Regions from separate parts of the Mus musculus genome. Here all the other regions are linked to region 1. The links are chromatin contacts, called in public promoter capture Hi-C and targeted proximity ligation maps. All regions are on one chromosome and are shown on one strand. The core of a region is the stretch at or near the end of the contact, and the rest is flanking DNA. Distances in the headings are between cores, read along the strand shown. Region 1 has its middle 12 kb from the start of Gm50340. Region 2 overlaps Cyb561a3 (cytochrome b561 family, member A3). Region 3 holds the start of Tmem216 (transmembrane protein 216).

The links. Promoter capture Hi-C pulls out the DNA fragments that hold promoters and counts their contacts.
Region 2: a targeted proximity ligation map of microglia shows a contact between it and region 1, with 4 times the contacts expected there. A contact is called at or near these places in 1 of 130 datasets of targeted methods (microglia) and 2 of 9 other capture datasets (adipose tissue and macrophages).
Region 3: a contact with region 1 is called in a promoter capture Hi-C map of liver, with 3 times the contacts expected there. A contact is called at or near these places in 3 of 39 promoter capture datasets (cranial neural crest, liver and stem cell-derived epiblast-like cells), 1 of 130 datasets of targeted methods (pancreatic cancer cells) and 1 of 9 other capture datasets (adipose tissue).

Annotation. Positions count from the first base shown.
Region 1 is chr19:9,909,067-9,913,981 of GRCm38.p6, reverse strand. No RefSeq gene overlaps it. Among named protein-coding and RNA genes, the nearest start is that of Gm50340, 12 kb to the right of the region's middle.
Region 2 is chr19:10,585,155-10,590,069 of GRCm38.p6, reverse strand. Cyb561a3 (cytochrome b561 family, member A3) reads right to left here. Exons shown (of 8, transcript NM_201351.2): 5 at 4,680-4,888; 6 at 3,225-3,379; 7 at 2,092-2,248; 8 at 29-1,545. The coding sequence ends at 1,522. Among named protein-coding and RNA genes, the nearest start is that of Tmem138, 10 kb to the right of the region's middle.
Region 3 is chr19:10,552,857-10,557,771 of GRCm38.p6, reverse strand. It overlaps Tmem216 (transmembrane protein 216), which reads left to right and starts at 2,009. Exons shown (of 5, transcript NM_001277860.1): 1 at 2,009-2,059; 2 at 2,608-2,709; 3 at 3,151-3,243. The coding sequence starts at 2,047.

The DNA.
Region 1 (4,915 bases), core at 1,347-3,846:
TCCACTGACATTCAGCTGTCTACCCTCAAATGTGACTTCCGTCTTGTACATTGCATCAGATAGCATTGCCAGATCAGGGCACTGTGACATTCTTGGTTCTATGCCCTACCGGGTTCTATAATTGACATTTATTTTTATTTTGCTTCATTTTCCTTTATTTTTGACACAGGGCCTCATATATACTAAACCGGCCTTGGATTTGCTATGGAGTTGAGTATGACTTTGAGCTTTTGATCCTCCTGCCTCTGTTTTCAGAGTGTTGGGATTACGCCATGTTCAGCTCTATAACTATTTTTGAGTCCTGGAGTTAGTAGTCTTATTGGTCTGGACTCAGAAAACACATAGAAACATCAGAATCCAGTTAGGGAGAAGTGCCAGTGCTCTACAGAATGGCAGGTGACTAAAGTTAATAGCAAGTCACTGCAGATGCTCAGAATATCTACAAGAGGGTGTCTGAATATTCCCAACACACACACACACACACACACACACACACACACACACACACTCAGACACATGCATACAAACACACACTTACATACCCACACATGCACTTACACAGACATATGAATACTCACATACACTCAAACTCACATATACACATGAGTACACACTCACACATACACTCAGACATGCACACACATAGACAATACACTTGCACACACAGACACAGGAATACTCATGTACACACAAACACATGTGAGCACACTCATACACTCAGACATGCATACACATACATTCAATATACTCACACACAGACACAATACTACACACACACACACACACACACACACACACACACACACACTTACTTGGGATGGTGGCAGTGTGGATTTTCCTGATCTGGTCATTACACATTGCATACAAATGTGTCCATAGCTCATTGTAGAATTATCAAATGGGATGAAGGAGGGAAGCCGAAGAGATGACTCAAAGGTTAAGGTTACTGGTTGCTCTTCCAGAGGCCCTGGGTTGGATTCCCAGGACCATGCAGTGGTTTATAATGGTGTGTAACTCCAGCTCTAGGGAAAGTGATGCCCTCCCCTGGTCTCTCTGGGAGCTAGGCATACATGTGGTGCACAGATATACGTGCAGGCAAAATAGCCATACACATTTTTTAAAAATCAAAATGTGGAACTGGATGTAGCGAGTGGTTTATGCCTGTAATCATTAACAGTCAGGAGGTAAAGACTGAAGGTTCTGAAGTTTAAAGCTACACAGTGAGACTCTGTCTAAAAACAAAACATAAACCAAAATAATCTAAATATAGATACAACATTTTAATAAATTTTCCTGCTCTAAAAAAATCCAAAGTTCACCAAACTGGAATTAAAAAAATTTTTTTACTTGTTTGTTTATTTATTTAATATATGTGAGTACACTGTCACTCTCTTCAGACACACCAGAAGAGGGCACTGGATCCCATTACAGACGGTTGTGAGCCACCATGTGGTTGCTGAGAATTGAACTCAGGACCTCTGGAAGAGCAGCCAATGCTCTTAACCGCTGAGCTGTCTCTTCAGCCCCCAAACCAGAATTTTAAGGAACTTAGCTTAGATTCAATTGAGATAACAGATTTCATGAAATTTAGTGGACTCTTATTCTGATTAGGGTTTTGCATGATCTAGCTCTGATATTACAGGGTTGCTGCCAGCTCATCTGCATGTTAGTACCCACACAAGGGAGTAGATGGCTCTGGATTGTACCCACCAAGACCAGACCCTCAGATTCTTAGGAGCTTCCTCTTACTGTACTGCTAAGAAAACTGACTTTGACAACGGCCATTTCTGCGCACATTACTGAATTTTCATGCGCTAGAAAGTAGCCACCCAGCTCTCTTGGCTGCTTGCTCTGTTACAAAGCGTCAGTTTCAGTTATGAAGCTGTGTAGTCTTTAGGGGGGACAGGTCAACCATTATCAAGTTGACATTATTAGGGTAGTGAGGGGATCCCAAAAACAAGTCTGGGAACATTCAGGCCCCACTTGCTAACAACAGGACACTTATTTTCCTCCTTAGTACTCCAGATCAATGGGTTTCAATCTATGGGTCATGATCTCTAGGAGGGTCGAGAGACCCTTTCTCAGGGTTGCATATCAGATATTTACATTATGATTCATAACAGTAGCAAAATTACAGTTATGAAGTCTGGACAAACTTTACGGTTGGTTCACCAGGACATGAGGATCTGTGTTAAAGGGTGGTGGCACTAGAAAGGTCGAGACCTACTGCTCCAGACCACTATGACTTAGGAGGCTGAATTATAGAGTAGCTTGGTGAAGGAGGGAAGCCAAGTGAGGCTCCTTAATCCTCCCCACCGAAGTGAGTTAAGTCTTGTCAGTTAAAGGGCTTCAGATCTGAAAACAGAAAGTTACTGCCCCCTAGTGGACACAGAGCATGGGGCTCGTCTCTCAACCCGGAAATTAAAATTTGATTTCCGTGGAGCTGAATTTGTCTTGGGAGACTCTTCTGAAGCCATCTGCCGTCTGCTCCAGGTCTATCATTTTGAGGTGGAGACACTGATCCCACCCCTACCACCGCAGCCACACAGCAGTGTGCAAGCCATTACCTCATACTGCCCTTCTGTAAACAGCACAGCACATATTTCAACCTGGCTGTAGACTTCTGCACTGTCCTTCTGTGGCAGGGGAAGAAAGTGCAGAGTTCAGGAAGTGTCACCCCCCACTCTTTTTTTTTGTCCATAGTGAATATTTCAAAATGAGAGCGCCAGGGTTAAAGGCCTTCATATTAAGGAGGGACTTTTCAGAAGTTTCCTTATCTGACCAAATAGATCCTGCACATGTCCCAGGGGAGGAAATGGAAGACTATTACCTATTTTTCTGATCTAATTTATTTCCTGAGAGCTTCTTCTTCCCAGACAATGAAAGTAAAGTTACTTTGAAGAAAGACATACCATGTTTGAAAGTGATGTCTAATTGAGTGGCAGACAAATCAGAAAAAGATTTGACAGAATAGGATATGTCCAGCTCTCATGAGAAGAGAGAGGAAAGGGAAGCTACTTTAAGAGAGCAGGAGGGACAGAGAGAGAGAGAGAGAGAGAGAGAGAGAGAGAGAGAGAGAGAGAGAGAGAGAAGATGAATGAATACGTGAGAGTTTATTCTGTAAGGTTACAACAAAGAACAGAGCCCAAGGCCTGGACAGTCATTGGTCTACTTTTTTTTTTTTTTTTCTGAAATGAAAGACTCTGAAAGGAGCCCCTTGCTCGGGCCTCAGGACAATAGTGTACCCCCAAGAACTCACGAGAGACCAAGCTTGATGCAAACCACATGAGGCTTTATTTGGGGAAAACCAGAGCTCTGGGGACGACTCATATCCCACGCAGGGGTAGAGGAGTCGACCTCGAGGGGAAAGAAGTCCCAGTTTTTATAGGCCCTCAGGGGGGAAAGGAGAAGGGATCTAAACAATGTCTATTCTCAGGAAATGGGTATGGGAGGGGTACAAGGAAAGAGTCTGGTGCAGGTGTAGCAACTCTGGATTGGCCCGGCTGTGGTTGCTGGGGAGATTTTCTGACTCTATCTTAGCAACCAATATCACAAACACTTGGCAGTGAGGTGCAGCAGTGGACACACACCTGGGTTCAAGGAACAGGCCAGAACATTGGCAGACACACGGGTTCAAGGAGCGGCCAGAGCATTGTGCACCTCTATTTATCTAAATCAGTGAAGCTAGTTCTGCTAACAATGAAATCTATTTTGCCAATTTCAGGGCTTCTGTGACCTTTTATATTTTATATTTTGTCAGGATCTTTCAGAGACAGGGTTTCTCTGTGTAGACCTGGCTGTCCTGGCACTCACTCTGTAGACCAGACTGGCCTCGAACTCAGAAATCCACCTGCCTCTGCCTCCCAAGTGCTGGGATTAAAGGCGTGCGCCACCACACCCGGCTATTGGTCTACTTTTTAAATAAGCTACTTATGAGACCTTACATAAGAATACTACAGATATTTATCTGTTCGTGACTTAGTTATAGTAGCAAAATGTCCTCAAGGTTTGTCAGTGCTGTAGAATGGTAGAATTTCATTTTCTAAAGGCTTCATACTGTCCCATTAACAAACTAAAATTTAAAGCTTATTTGTTGGTTGTGGGGTTGGACACATTTCATTACAGAGCCCGGAAAGGTGCAACATAAAGATGTCTAGTACCAGAGCAGCCTAGGCTATAGAGACTCTTCAAAAAAAAAAAAAAAAAAAAAAAAAAAAGAAGAAAAGCTTATTCTCTCCAGGGAAGCAGGTAGGATAACTGAAGATCTTCACCCTTTCCCCCAGACTCATCCCCAGCTCTCTAGTGGACTACCTCTCCTCACTCTCTTCCCCCCAGTCCCGAGGGACTAAGCAGATGCTGGTGGAATGCGCTGCTTTCCTGTCTTTCTCTCTCCTGTGAATCCATCCTGTAGCTCCCCGCCCCCAGCTCATTCCTACGTGATAGCTCTCAATACCTAGGAACCCATCTTACTTGAGATCCCCGAGTGGTCACACCTATCAGAAGAATTTTCCTACCAGGCATCAGACAGCCACCACATTCTCCTAAGAACCAGATAGGTCAACAGCAACCAAGGAACAAAACACTCACTCAACAAAGACAAGACCAGATATCAGCACCTAGTGCTACAATCTTCCCAAACCCAGATGCCGAGACACCAGCATAATAACACAGCATCAGCCAGGACAATATGTCTCCACTAGAGCCAAACCACCCTACCACAGCAGCCCTGGGGAACTGCAAACCAACTGAAGCACAAGAAAAAGACATTAAGATAGCCTTTATGAGTATGATCAAGAAAATGAAATATCCTTTAAAGACATCTATGAAAACACAAACAGTGGAAGAAAATGAGTAAAACAGCTTAAGACCTGGAAGTGAACATAGAATCAATTAAAAAAAAAACCTGAGGGAAATC
Region 2 (4,915 bases), core at 1,435-3,934, 680 kb before region 1:
CTCTAAAAGTATGAGAAATAAGTGTTTTGTTTAAAATTATTTTTTAAAAGATTTATTTATTTAAAGTATGGACGTAGAAGAGGGCATCAGATCCCATTACAGATGGTTGTGAGCCACCATGTGGTTGCTGGGAATTGAACTCAGGACCTCTGGAAGAACAGCCAGTGCTCTTCATTACTGAGCCATCTCTCCAGCCCCTAAAATTATTTTTAAAAAACAGTCTGAACAAAAGAGACCTCTGATGTTTAAAAACATATTTAATAAAAATAAGATTCATGAAGTAAAATACCCACTCATGAGTGAACCAGGAAGATGTTCATGTGGGTGCCAAGAGTCATCGCTATGTGTTCAGGCTTCCATTTAGTCAGCAAATCCATGCCAGCCCTCCTCCCAACGTCTGGCAGCCTGGCCACTGTCTGCAGAGAGTTCAGGAACCCAACTCTGCCTGCCTGTCTGCCTGCTTGCCTGCCTGCCTGCCTGTTGAGGGACCTGGCAGGGCTAACACAAAGGAGTGGGGCAAGACTCCTCCCTCTCTACCCAGTTTCTATTCAGAAGAGCAAAGCTCACATTCTGGTATAGCATAGAGGGTAGCTGAGTGACCTTTTGGGGAACAGAAGCACCCACTACTCAATAAGGAACATCTCTGAAGGCAGCAGCAGTGAATGGCTCCCAGCAAATTGCTTCATAATGCTGGTTTCAATTTCATAGTGGGCTGGGGCCCTGTCAGGGGAGAGCATAACTAGAGGAGGCAGGAAAGCCCATACCCACAAAGGGACAGAAAGGAAGGCCAAAGAAACCTCAGACTCATCACTGGGAGGGACTCTAGGGACAGGACATGTGTTCTTGGGAGAACTGTTTAACGGCTCGTCATGCTACCTGAGGGGAACAGGCATGTAAGTCACAGGGAAAGGGCGGGATCCAGGAAGCAGCTGGAGCAGCAGCTAGAAGAGGGGGAATCACAAGGTCACAATCCACACAATACAGCACATCAAAGTGAAAAGAGCAGAGTACTGGGCACCTGACTTTACAGCAGAGGCTTCTCCGGCTGCCACTGTCCCATGAATGACCCCTCAATGCAACTGCCCACCCAAATACACATCCAGGACAGAGCAGAGGGGGAAGCATACCTAACTAAGACAAATGCTCCCACAGAGAGCAGACTTTGTATTTTACACGTGTAGACTGCATTTGAACCCCAGCTTTGGCTTCTCCCACATCCCTAGGAGTGGTAAGGAAAGCAGCCCAAAATCTGCAGACCAGCAGAAGAGACATGTGTGACCAAGGCAAGAAGGTCTTTGTGCCAATGGAGGACCAGAAAAAAACGGCAATAAGCCAAAGCCACAAGAAAAGCAGAGGAACAGCTAGTGGCTGGACAGCGAGAGCCTGCAACTGGAGTAGCAAGGTTGGGTCTCTGGCCCAAGAGAAGTCTGTTGCTGAAACCAGCCAGGAGCCCCAGTACAGCAGAACTTCTGAGGGAGCAGAGACCGCATCGCTGACCGTTCCCAGGAGCCCCTGCCCGCTTCATTCCCTGTCATGCAACAGGGGCTGGAAAGAAGGAAGATGCACAGGGGTTAAAGACATGACCTCGAAAGAACCTGAGCTTCAGGAGGCACACCAGGCCCGAGCTGCTCAGACAGACCCTCAACCTGCAGGGTGAACCCAGCCAAGCCACCAGATCTTTCAGGGAAGCCCCAAGGTTCCTGAGACTGGTCCATAGCATATCTTCCCACATCTGCCAGATGCCTCAGTTACCAAGAACAGGCAAGACCTGCTTTAAGCACTTGATGTATTACTAAGCTCTTGTCCCACTATTCTTGCCACAGAACTGGCAGAGCCTCGCCAGGCTCAAGTCCTTCCAAATGTCATCTCACAGAGCCAAGGACTCTTGTAGGGGAGGGGACCTTGGGAAGTTACTCCCGGGTTTGGCTGCTCTGACACCAGAGTCCCCATCGACCACTCAATCTGCACCTTCAAGCTGCTTGGCTTCCCACCTGGCTATAGGGTCAATCTTCTTAGCAAGGTGCAAGTCCTTCTTGAGTCCTTCTCTACACCTGGCCTTACCCCACCTAGAATGGGAGACAGCAGCCATACCTGTCTATCAGTCAGAGCTCCTGGATCTGGACGCTTCCATGATGAAGCCAGAAGAACATAGAGAACCAGCAAGCCAAAAGCCACCACCAAGAGCCCTGTGCTGTTGGCAAAGACAGCCTCACCAGGCAGGCTGGAGTAGGGCTTGGTGGCATTTTTCCTGGAAATAATAAAATAATATGGGTATTTGGAAGATTTTTTTTCCTTTTTTTTTTTTTTGCCTAGCAAGAGACTAGATTCCTACAACCTGGAATTAACATACCAAGTCACTATCATAACAACAGGCAAGAACTGTGTAATGTTTTACCCATGGGAAAAATGAGGCTCCTAGTGAAATGAGCCTGCCCGTCCTTACAGAGGACAGCCAAGCTCCAAGCCCAGGGCTGATTCCCAGTCTTATTTGCTATTCACTCTACCAAACTGCCTCAAACCGAGGACACAGTGGTGAGACATACAGGCTCTGGAGGCAGAAGCCTAACTCCGTTTCCACTTCTGCCATTTACTGGCTCTTGCGTAAGTTACTCTGTACCTCAGTATTTTTGACAAAGTTTCAGTGTATAGCCCTGCCAGGCTTGGAACTCACTATGTACAGGAAGCTGGCCTTGACCTCAGAGACCTGTCTGCCCAGACTGTTAGGATTAAAGGCAGGCAGCCGGGCGGTGGTGGCACACGCCTTTAATCCCAGCACTTGGGAGGCAGAGGCAGAGGCAGGCGGATTTCTGAGTTCGAGGCCAGCCTAGTCTACAAAGTGAGTTCCAGGACAGCCAGGGCTACACAGAGAAACCCTGTCTCAAAAAAAAAAAAAAAAAAAAAAAAAAAAAAAAAAAGGCAGCCACTATGCCTAGCTTATTACATTCTCTCATGCTAACAGCACCAGATGTTGTAGAGTGCTTAAGAGGATTAAAGGTGAGGTGCTTTGAGCAGTTTCTGACAAAGCAAAGGTACTGTATCACTTGGTGTTTAGTAAGCATTGCCAGTTTATGAATTTTAACCTAAAGACCAGTTAATTCTGCCACCTTCCAGATCAAGAACTGGACTCAAGCCCCCCATTGGCTGTCCTGCGATTATAGGATGTATCTCCTGAAGCCACTACTCCCTCCCATATCCCTTAGTGTTAGAGGTCCCTTGAAACTTACAAAACAAAGAAAAGCTTCTCATTGATGCCGGAAATAACAGATGTGATGGACAGGGAAAGGATGCAGGCTCCAAAGAATACATGCAGAGGTTTCAGGAGGCTTCGCAGCCACTGGGATGCCCAGGGCAGGAGGAAGACAGCAAAGCCCAGGAACCACTGTGAACACAAGGGGAGAAGTCTGTGGGGCTACAGGGGGACAACTGTGCGCCTTCACCTACAGGGCCTCCTGCTGCTCACTGTCCGAGTGCCCCTCTCTTTCAACTCAAATATTCCCACCACACACAGCCCTGACCACACACCACACATTACTGTGCTCTGCCTATTTCTATTACACAAGCAATAAGTGGGCGAAGAGCTTGTAGCAAACACTCAGAAAACTTATCCATCCTTGTTAGCCTTGGTTTCCGACCAGTCCTAGCCCATAAACAATTCAAGTACAGGACTGGCACTGGAATACTGAAATTACTTTTTAGAACTGCTTTTGGTTCAAAGAGGGAAGAGTGGAAAAAGCAAAAAAGAGGCTGCATTGGAGTCAGATGACATGTGAGAATCGAAGGCAGGGGGACAGACAAGCAGTGTGACAGGTATAAGAAACCAGCCTGGTCTACAGAGTGAGTTCCAGGACAGCCAGGGCTACACAGAGAAACTCTGTCTGGAAAAACAAAAATAAACAAACCAAAAAAAGAAACAAGATAAAAGGGGCTGGTGAGATGGCTCAGCAGTTAAGAGCACTGACTGCTCTTCCGAAGGTCCTGAATTCAAATCCCAGCAACTACATGGTAGCTTACAACCATCCGTAACGAAATCTGATGCCCTCTTCTGGAATGTCTAAAGACAACTACAGTGTACTCACATATAATAAATAAATAAATCTTAAAAAAAAAAAAAAAGATGGGGGCTGGTGAGATGGTTCAGTGGGTAAGAGCACCAACTGCTCTTCCAAAGGTCATGAGTTCAAATCCCAACCATATGGTGGATCACAACCATCCATAGCAAGAGCTGACACCCTTTTCTGGAGTGTCTAAAGACAGCTACAGTGTACTTACATATAATAATAAATAAATCTTTTAAAAAAAAAGATGTTTAAAAAAGAAACAAGAGGGCTGGAGAGATGGCTCAGCGGTTAAGAGCACCGACTACTCTTCCGAAGGTCCTGAGTTCAAATCCCAGCAACCACATGGTGGCTCACAACCATCTGTAATGAGATCTGACACCCTCTTCTGGTACATATGAAGACAGCTATAGTGTACTTAGATATAATAATAAATAAATCTTTAAAAAAAAGGAAACAAGATAAAAGTCAGACTCCAACTCTCACAGGAGAGCTGAGTCTACAGGTTACAAGACCCACTCCAGGCAAGGGGCAGAGAGAATACTGGGAGCTAAAGCTAGAGAAGCCATGCCCAAAGTGCACAGACCCCCAGGGACTCAGAAGGAAGAGACAGAGGACACCTACCTGGCAGGCGAAGAGGACTACAGTGGTGATACCCAGCCAGCTGTGCAGGGAGTAGAGGTGTGCGATTCTCGAGTGGTTGTGAAACCGAAAGACGGCAATCAGCCCCACCACAGTGCAGGTGAAGGCCAGCAGGTGCAGTGCTGCATGGAGAACTTTCCAGGGCAGCCTGGGCCCCACCCACGATGAAGGCAGGCGGTACACCAGTGAGGCTGCAGAGAGAACAGTCCCGGGGCTCA
Region 3 (4,915 bases), core at 760-3,259, 640 kb before region 1:
ATGGGAAAAAATAAGTGGATCTTCTCACTTCAAATGATTTAATGAAGAAAAAAAAAATCCGAGGCCTTTTGAGTTTTAGTCAATTACAGATGTGATCGAGTTGAAAACCAAGAATAGCCATCATAATGTGTTAATTTAGCAAGATCAATGGAGTGGAATAAATTTGCCTTGGGTCCTAAAAGCCCTTGTACTTCTAGTCAATGGTGCATGGCCCTGAGAGGCCTTGATATTGAGTACTTAGGCAATTAAGTAGGTCAAATTACCACAGTGAAATTTTCTTCCTCTGTAGAGGTAGAGGGCTCAGTTTTGTTTTTCTTTTTCTTTTTTTTTTTTTTTAAGATTTATTTATTTATGTATGTGAGTACACTGTAGCTGTCTTCAGACACACCAGAAGAGGCCATCAGATCCTATCACAGATAGTTGTGAGCCACCATGTGGTTTCTGGGAATTGAACTCAGGACCTCAGGAAGAGCAGTCAGTGCTCTTAACCACTGAGCCGTCTCTCCAGCCTGGGGCTGAGTTTTATTTGTGGCTTACTAAAGAAAAGTGTGTAAGAGCACGGCTATAGATAAAGCCCAGTGGGGAGTGTTTGCTTAGCAGCCCCAAGCTTTGGGTTAGACCCCAGAGGGCAGGAGACCCAGCTGCATATTCTAAGGTTCCTGCAGGTTACTGACTTAGTCTGTGTCCACTTTTGGTACCTATGCTGTTGTGGCATCCTGACATGAAACAGCATCATTTTCTTAACCAACCAGGTGATATTAAGGCTATAGATTATATCATCTCTGTTGACAATGGGTAAACTTTTCACTGTAGCATGAGAACTATATGTGTATACAATATCAAAATGTTTAGGCAGAGTGATTTAAGACCCATAATTTACAAAAACAAGCAACTGGTCCACCCTCCTTTCCTCTGAGACTCAGAGCAGGGGTGTGTATGAAGGTAGTTCAGATGGGGTGCAGGGACCAGGGCTTTCTCCATCACCTCACCTTGCCGTGGTCCTTTAGTGGGAACTTAGAATTCCATTTAAGACCTGCCAGAACATTGTGACACCCACTTGAAACCCCTGTACTGGACGGGAAGCAGAGGCAGGAGAATTTGAGGCCTGCCTAGCCTACATAGGAGACCTGTCTAGCCAAACTAAACCAGACCTGAATAAGGCAGTGGAAGGCACAAGCAGAAGTGAAGGAGGAAGGAGAGCAGAGGTGGAGGTGGGGAGTGATGGAGGGAGGCTTCTACTTAAATTATTCTCCCGGAGTGAGGACCTGCTTTGAGAAGCAACAATTACTGCCTTTATCCACACTCCTACTAGGTAGGGAAATAGCACTTTCATTACAGGTTACTTACTCTCTCCCGTTATTTGTTGACTGACTGCCATACTCTAAGGGCTGACAGCTGGAGTCTTTTCAGAAATCTTACTCTTTCACCCCCTGCCTGCAACAACACGCTCTTGCTTCAAATTGCGGCCAGGGTTCGTTCATAGCGCAAGCTTGTTGGAAACATTTCTCAATTTCCAACTGGCCAGACGCTGTCTCCTTTCAACACCCTTGCACTCTTTGGGTCGCAGGAGAATCTCATTATAGCACCGCTGTTTTCCCTTGTACTCCTAGAAAGGACATTCTATCTTCAACGGTTTTGGTGTTTACATAGGCTCCAGGTAAGCCTTTTGCACGACAGTGGCATGGGGTGTTTTTAAAAAAAACACATGCAGTAGAAAAGAGAATGGTGGGCGCAGGGCCGATCCTCCAACTACTCGGCCACACCGGGCCACTAACGACCTACGCCATGACGCCGGGGATGGAGAGAGTTCAGCTGGAGAAGTGTTCTGGTCTCTCTGCCGTCGTTTAAAACCCCATCCTCCCCCTAGACCACTGTAGGTGGTTGACGGCTGGCGCTGTTCTGTGCATGGGCGCGGCCGGTGGGGTAACCATAGAGTAGCACCGGCAGGCAGAGCGGCCAGAAGACCGGGCGGCTCGGTGCCGCGCTTCCGGCAGCGCCGCATTGCTCCGGGCGCTGCAGTGTACGCAGTTTCCATGGGGACTGAACATGGCGCCGCGAGGTGAGACTCTGGAGGTGTGTGTCTCTGCCCCTTATCCCACGGGTACCTGCCAGCCCCCTCCACCTCTCTGTCTCCAGAGCTCGACCTAATCCTCCATTTCTAAAAGTCGGGGTCTTACTCTTCACTTGTCTAAATCGGGCTTGGGTTGTTCTGATCACCCCGAGTGCCTGCATGGGTACTCGAATACCGTACTCTTAAAAATCCCCGGCTGGCCCTATTCTGGGATGGCTCAGTTATGAATCCTCCCGCCTTGGACAGAATTAGTTTCTGTGCCTCAATTTCCCCCTCAGAAGTGACAGGGTTGAATATTTGAGGTGCCTCTCAGCTGTGATTATAGCTGAATTGTCAGAGAAGTAGATGTCAAAGTGATTCCTGAGAAAGGAGATTGAAGGCAGTTCCTGCCACACCAACACTCACGTCATTAGCAATCAGAAGTTTCTCCCTCATTCACAATAATCTTGTGATTTCTCCGGATTACAAAGAACCTTCACACAGAACAGAGTAGAGCTCTAGCTGCCCTGCCCATTCTTTGTTTTGCTTTCTTTCAGATAAAAGATTGTCCTCAACCCCCCTGGAAGTCCTGTTCTTTCTGAATGGGTGGTACTATGCTACCTATTTCCTGCTGGAGCTCCTTATTTTCCTGTACAAAGGTAAGCCTGGGCCTATCTGCCTCTGCCCCAGCAACCCTTTTCCACTTTAGCATACTCCAAGAACCTTCTATCTTCTGGTCCTAGCGGCATCTCCATTGCAAGGCAGAAGTCTCTCCAACTAATGGCTTTAGAATGATCAAATAGGATGTCTTTCAGCAAGACTTGAGTTTGAGAAATGTGGGTTTCTCCATCCCAACTCTTTCCCCATCTCTCTTTACTAAAATATTCAGATCTGTGTACCATTATAATTCAGTCATTTGGCAGAGTCAGGACTTGGAAACTTAAAGCCTGTAGCTGTAACAATCTATACCTTGCTGATTTGTGAGATGTTAAGACTGGTTGGTATCCTTGTCCCGGGTTTGTGGCCGTCCATCCTTGTGGGGCCGTGGGGCTGACCGTTAGCTAGGTGGTGTGTGCATACTCTGGCTTTCCCTCCTGTAGGGCTCCTGTTGCCGTACCCAACAGCCAACTTAGTCCTGGATGTGGTGATGCTGCTGCTCTATCTTGGCATTGAAGTCATACGATTGTTTTTCGGTGAGTGTTGTTCAGAAAATATTTCCATTGCTTATGAGACATGCTGGAGCCTGTAACTTGATTAACAAGACAAAGAACCTAGGCTCACTATCAGAGTGGATCTGGTAATGTATATACCATTGCTTCTTCCCTGAGGCTTCAAGCTGCCGCTTCATATTCTAGGTCAAGGTTTACCTGTGTGTTTGTGAGTGAGGCTAGAAGCGGGCAGTAGCACTGATCTTAGACCAGTCCTCCCAGCTGCCTGAGTGCCACAAGAGTGCCTGCGTCTTCTCCTTGCTCTGAGAGAGGAAAGCAGTACATTCCTAAAGAGCTCAAGATCCCCTCCGCTTCTCTAAACAAGGATTTCTCTAGAAGTTCCTAGACACCAGAGAACAGAGCAAAACTGCTGATTACTTAGAATATATCATCCTAGTGCGAAAATACAAACCTAAGGGAGAGAATGGTAAGGGATACTAACAGTCAATTCACAAAAGTCATTATAGAGGACCAAAAACCTTGCTAAGGTGAGCATGGTGGCACATGCCTTTAATCCCAGTACCCTCTGGCAGAGACAAGGGGATGGCTATGCATTCAATTAGACATAATGAATTCCAGTGCAGACAGGGATGCGTAGTTAAATAGATCTTAAATAGATCCTAGCTAAAAAAATAAAACAAAACACCAAAACAATAACAACACTTGCCAATGTGCTCAAACCTAGTAAAGAAAAGCAAGAAAAATAAGGTAAAAAAATTTTTTTTTATATATTGGCATTAGTCAGAAAGATTTATACAGTACAGTATCCATATTTGGCTTGTGATATACATATTTTTTAATTAAAAGTCATTATTTTATGCCGATGGATATTTTGCCTGTATGTATGCCTGTATACTACATGTATGTCTGGTGCCCACAGAGGTCAGAAGAAGGTCTTAGGCTAGAGATGGCTCAGAGGTCTAAAAGGACTTTTAAACCTCCTGCTTTTGCAAGAGGACCCCAGTTTAGTTCCGAGCATCCACATCAGGTAACTCACAACTGCCTGAAACTCCAGCTTCGGGGATCCAATGTTGTCTTCTGGCCTTTGTAGGCACACACAAACACCCAAGTGAGAATTAAAAGTTAAAAAGAAGAAGAAAAGGGCATCAGATCTTCTGGAACTACAGTTACAGACTGTTAAGCTGCCATGTGGGTGAACCTGGGCCCTCAGGAAGGTCAGCAAGTGCTCTTAACCACCCATGATCCATCTCTGTAGCCCTAAAGAACAGATATTTTGTTTTTGTTTTTTTGTTTTTTCGAGACAGGGTTTCTCTGTGTTGCCCTGGCTGTCCTGGAACTCACTCTGTACACCAGGATGGCCTCGAACTCAGAAATCCGCCTGCCTCTGCCTCCCAAGTGCTGGGATTAAAGACGTGTGACACCACGCCCGTCTAAGAACAGATATTTTTAATGCACTTAAATTATTGTACATATTAATTGAAGTTTTAATGTATATACACATTTGCATACACACATGCATATTATAGCTATACATATTTTACATATACACATATAAATTACTATGTGTATACACATGGATATATGTATACACACAGACACACACACATACACAATTTGGTTTTGGTTTTTTGAAGCAAGGAGAACAGGATGATCTTGAACTCTCAATTCTGACCTTATGCGTGCTGGGATTCTAGGT